2 separate regions of the Anser cygnoides genome follow, and region 1 is linked to region 2. The links are chromatin contacts, called in public Hi-C maps. All regions are on one chromosome and are shown on one strand. The core of a region is the stretch at or near the end of the contact, and the rest is flanking DNA. Distances in the headings are between cores, read along the strand shown.

Region 1 (2,700 bases), core at 166-2,665, 290 kb before region 2:
AACTAAAAAAAAAAAAAAAATCGGAAAAGAAAGAAAAAAGGGGAAAAAGCAGAGAGAGAGAGACGGGGGGGGGGGCTCGGAGAGACAGAGAGAGAACGCGTTCACATCTTAATACCGTTATTATTTTGACCGTTCTTGCCTATTTTTTTTTTTTATTTTGGGGGAGGGCTCTGCTTCTGGCTGATGAGTTTTTACCCGAAATACTTTTTTTAGGCAAACAAACAAACAAACAAAAAAAAAAGGAACATTTTTGGGGGCGATTTCACGATCTTTTTTTTTTTTTTTTTTTTCCTTCCCTGCAACCAGCATCGTGTGTTCTCACAGGAGAAGAAGAAGAAGAAGGAAGGGGCAAGAAAGAGGAAAAGAAGAGGATTTATTTATTCGACCTACTTTGGATCTCTCTTTTTCCTGCGTGTGTCATTATTATTCCCATTCTCTATTTTTACACTTCGCCGTGAATTCGTCTCCTCTGCGAATTTAGTCACATCCGATTTTTTTTTTTTTTTTTGTATTTTTTTTTTAAAAGAAGAAGAAGCAAGCGAGCTCCAGAGACACAGAAAGCGAGACAGAGCGAGCTCGAGAGAAAGAGCAGCGACCGGCAACCTCCACCTCCTCCTCCTCCGCCGCCGACACGGGATCAAACTGCCTCAGCTCCCCGCCCGCCTCCGCCGCGCTCCCCGGCTCCGCCGCCCTGAATGGCTGACGGCGCCCTGCCCTGGACCTGGCCCCCGGACACCTCCATGCCCTGATCGCCGGAGGCCGGATCCTTCCTCCGCTTCAACCTCCCTCCTCCCCAGCCCGGCGGCGCCCCGAGAGCCCGCACCGGCAGCGGCAGCGGCGGTGGGAGCAGCCTCCGCGGGCCCCGGCGGCGGCGAGCGGCGAGCGGCGACCTCCTCCTCTTCCTTCTCCTCCTCCTCCTCCTCCTCCTCCTCCTCCTCCTCCTCCTCCTCCTCCTCCTCCTCCTCCTCCTCCTCCTCCTCCTCCTCCTCCTCCTCCTCCTCCTCCTCTTCCTCCTCCTCCTCCTCCACCTCCTCCTCCTCCTCCTCGGCGGCGCTCCGGCTTCCTCTATGCCTGCACATCCTCCGCGCTCGTAGCGCCCGGACCGCGTGTGCCTGTGCCCGTGCGTGTGTGCGTGTGCGCGAGTGGGGAGCCGTGTGCCGGGCGCGTGTGCGCGCGTGTCTGCCCTGCGTGTGCGTGTCCGGCGTGTTACTCTCCTGAATGCCTCTCCCGACAGCCTTGTTTGCCGTTTCTGATTTTGCAACTTGAAGTGGCGGAGGGGGGGGGGGGGGGGGGGAGGGAGAGGAGAAGAGGCGAGGGAGAGAGAGAGGGGGAAGCAGAGAGACGGGGGCATTTTGAGAGGGGGGGGGCAGCACAGTGAAAAAAAAAAAAAAAAGAAAAAAAAGGAGAGGAGGGGGAAAAAGAGAAAAGAGGGAGAGAGGAAAAAAAATCCTCCGACGCCCCCCTCCCCCTCCCTTTTTCTTTTTCCTTAAAAAAAAAAAAAAAATTAGCGAGGGCTCGAGGAGCGAGAGGAGGGGGTCTGGCGGCGGAAAATAAATAAAATAAAGAAAACGGCAGGAGCGGCTCCAGCCGGCGGCAGCAGCGGCGGCGGCAGCAGGGCAGCGGCAGCCGAGGCGGAGGCAGGCGGCAGGCACGGTCCCCTCGCTCCCCGCTCGCCCCCCGGCCCCCGGCCGCCCGCCCCCCCCCCCGCCCCCCGCCTCTCTCCCCGGCAGCCCGCAGCGAGCCGCGCCGCTCCCCAGCACTTTTTTGGGCCCGAGATATGGCAATGGTAGTTAGCAGCTGGCGAGATCCGCAGGAAGACGTGGCCGGGGGCACCCCGAGCGGCCCCAACCCCGCAGCGCAGCCGGCTCGGGAGCAGCCCCCCCAGCAGCAAGGGGCTCGGCCGCCCCGCACACCCCGCAGACCCCCAGCCAGCCGGGACCCCCCTCCACGCCGGGCACGGCCGGGGACAAGGGCCCGGGCCAGCAGGGCTCGGGGCAGAGCCAGCAGCACATCGAGTGCGTGGTGTGCGGGGACAAGTCCAGCGGCAAGCACTACGGCCAGTTCACCTGCGAGGGCTGCAAAAGTTTCTTCAAGAGGAGCGTCCGCAGGAACTTAACTTACACATGCCGTGCCAACAGGAACTGTCCCATCGACCAGCACCACCGCAACCAGTGCCAGTACTGCCGCCTCAAGAAGTGCCTCAAAGTGGGCATGAGGCGGGAAGGTGAATATTTCTTCCCTACTATACTACCGCTCCCTCTCCCCCCGTGGCTGTCGTGCGAGTGTGTGCGAGTGTGAGTGAGCGTGTGGCGTGCGCACCCATCCGCGCACACGCGTGCACACAGAGACGTGCATACACACGCGCTCAGAGTGTGTCTGTGTGTGTGTACGGATATATTTGCAGCTCTCCGTGGCGATCTAGGTCTCTCTATATTTACATGCACATGTCAATCTCTCCCTCTGCCTGCACTCCATCTGGCAGCTTTGCACCAGGTTTTGTTGTTATTGTGGATGGTGGATGGTGGTGTTTTCTTTTGCTTTTTGGTTTGTGCCTCCTGCCCTCCTCCTGCTCTTCCCCACCCCCTTCCCCGGCACCGCCACGCTCTTCCCTTCCCCGCTCATTGTGCCGAGAATTTATTATTATGATCGCTCGCTAAATATTTATCGTTTAGCCGCTGTCTCCGCGCGCGTGTCTGCCTC
Region 2 (2,700 bases), core at 46-2,545:
GAAGGCAGGCAGCAGTTTGTCGGGACCAGAGGAAAGGAAAGCAGCCAACGGTTCTCCAAAGGGCACTGCGTTTGTTGAAAGGAAGGGCGGATGGGCAACAACTGGTCGTTCAGAACAAATTCTGAGTTGCCTACCTGCCAAGCTAAAACCCAGCCGTCATTTACAAGTTACCTCCCTGCGCTTAGGCCTGGGCAACTCAGAAACGTCCCTGATTTCGTGAAGCTTTCTCAGCTGCTGTACCTTGAGGAACTGCCATCCAAAGAGGAGCTCCGACCGGAGGAGAGCCAAACTCTGCCCGGCTCAGGGGGCACCGTGTTCACACCATGACTGCCAGGCAATGCGCGGCGAGCACCACGTCTTGGGGGGGGGGGTGCGACTAAGTGGGTAAAGTAATAAAATAAATAAGGTGAAGGGAACGTGAGGAGCTGTGGCGATGGCGTGTGCTGGGGGAAATAAAGTAAATTAAACAGTGAAAGAAAATAAAGAAAATAAAAAATAATTAAGATGGAATTAGCAAATAAAATGAATGAAATGCGCAGATAATTAAAATAAAAAGAATAAGTAAATAAAGTGAATAAAATGATGAGTAAATAAAAGAGCAAGTGCAATGAATATTAAAATAAGCAAATAATAAAATGAGCAAATAATAAGATAAATAAAATGAGCAAATAATAAGATAAATAAAATGAGCAAATAAATGAGCAAATGCATAAAATGAGCAAATAAAACGCAGCAGATAATAAAAACAAAAGGAGCGAGCAAAACGAATAAAGTAACAAAATAAAAATAGAAATGAGGAAATGGAAGGACCGAAGAGAAGCCCCGACCCCTCCGCGGGGGCCGTGCCACTCCTCCCGCACCGGGACCGGGGCAGCCCGGCCGTTATGGCGGGGCCGGCGGGCTGCGTGTGAGGGGCCGGACGGACGGACAGACAGAGAGACAGACGGACAGACGTGATGGACGGACGGACACCCGCACCCCTCCGCCGCCCGCACGGCCCCCTCTCGGCGGCGCGGCCTCCCGGACCGTGGGGCGGCACCGGCGGCGGAGCCGGGCCGGGCCGGGCCGGGCCAGGCCGAGCCGAGCCGAGCCGAGCCGAGCCACCCAGCTCCCCCCGCCCCCGCCCCCGCGCGGTGCCGTCCCGCCGCACGTACCTGCCGCCCGGACACGGCGGGGCGGGGCCGGCACCTCCCCCCCCCCCCCCTCCGCTCCGCTCCGCTTCCGGGGTCCGCCGCCGTGACGTCAGCGCCCGGGAGGGGGGCGCGGCGGGGAAGCCGGAAGCGGGGCGGCAGGGCGGGGAGGCGGCGGCGCGGGGGCGGGCCTGGCGCTGGCAGCGGGCGGTGACGCGGCAAGGCGCGCGGCGGGGCGTTCGGGTCAATAAAGTAGAAACAACAAAACGATGGGGGTCAACTGGAAATAAAAAAACACACCAAAACACTCGGAGTCAATAAGGCAACAAAACATTGAGGTCAATAAAATGACGTACACCAAAATATTTGTGCGGTGTGTCTTGAGGCGTCCTCCTCACAAATCCGTCACGGTCTGCCCCGAAATGCTGCAGAACTCCGTGAGCAGCTCCGGCATGCTCACTGAGGTGCAGCCAGAGGACCCGTGTCTAGTTGCATTTCATCAGGGTGTTTTCCTTGCTCTGTTCAAAAAGCTATCCAGGTTTGGTCAAATTGCTGAAATTTATGCAAATGGTGTGTGGAGGCTGCTACCTCCGATGGTTATGTCCAGAGCAGAAGGCTGTGAGCTGTTCCTGTCCCAAGGATAACCACGACGTAGGTGGTTCCACCCTTGTTAGCCCCCAGTACCCAGGCAAAGTACTGTGAGCTAGGACTGGGCCAGGTCTGTGTGGGAGAAGGTACAACATTTGTCATGCAGGTTGCTTCCAGCTCTGTTCTTATTCTGATGGAAAGCAGGAAGCCTCAATGACTCCAACACCCACAGAAGGAATAAGAGAAATCATTCTCCATGCAGAAGGCATTATAATGTAGACTCATAAAATAATAGAATATCACAAGTTGGAAGGGAACCACAAAGGTCATCAAGTTCAACTCCTGGCTCCACACACCACCACCCAAAAATCATACCCTATGTCTAAGAATATTGTACAAATGCATCTCAAACTCCATTAGGCTCAGTGCCGTGACCACAGCCCTTGGCAGCCTGTCCCAGTGCCCGACCACCTCTGGGTGCAGAACCTTTCCCTAACACCCAGCCTGACCCTCCCCTGCCCCAGCTCCATGCCATCCCTTCGGGTCCTGTCGCTGTCCCCAGAGAGCAGAGCTCAGCGCCTGCCCCTCCGCTCCCCTCGTGAGGGAGCTGCAGGCCGCCATGAGGCCTCCCCTCGGCCTGCTCTGCTCGGGGCTGAGCAAACCCAGGGACCTCAGCCACTCCTCACACGTCTTGCCCTCTAGACCCTTCACCATCTTCATGGTCCTCTTTTGGACACTCTCTAATATTTTTATGTCCATCATATATTGTGGCACCCAAAGCTGCACACAGTACTTGAGATGAGGCCACACCAGTGCAGAGCAGAGCAGGACATCACTTCCATCAACCAGCCAGCAGTACTGTGCTTGACGTGCCCCAGGATGCGGTTGGCCCGTTTGGCTGCCAGGGCACACTGCTGACTCGACATTCAACTTGCCATCAGCCAGAATCCCCAGATCCCTTTCCATGAAGCTGCTCTCCAGA

Evidence for each region. Hi-C and Micro-C count contacts between places; a contact is called where the count stands out from the background.
Region 1: a Hi-C map of liver shows a contact between it and region 2, with 9 times the contacts expected there. The contact joins the promoter of NR2F1 here to the promoter of ARB2A in region 2. A contact is called at or near these places in 2 of 7 Hi-C or Micro-C datasets (both in liver).

What each region holds. Positions count from the first base shown.
Region 1 is chrZ:2,431,617-2,434,316 of Taihu_goose_T2T_genome, reverse strand. NR2F1 (nuclear receptor subfamily 2 group F member 1) reads left to right here and starts at 1,415. Exons shown (of 4, transcript XM_066987740.1): 1 at 1,415-1,892; 2 at 1,895-2,224. The coding sequence starts at 1,778. It overlaps LOC136789000, which reads left to right. Exons shown (of 3, transcript XM_066988232.1): 2 at 307-412; 3 at 527-1,290. The coding sequence ends at 1,218.
Region 2 is chrZ:2,138,938-2,141,637 of Taihu_goose_T2T_genome, reverse strand. ARB2A (ARB2 cotranscriptional regulator A) reads right to left here and starts at 1,295. Exons shown (of 12, transcript XM_066988632.1): 1 at 1,155-1,295.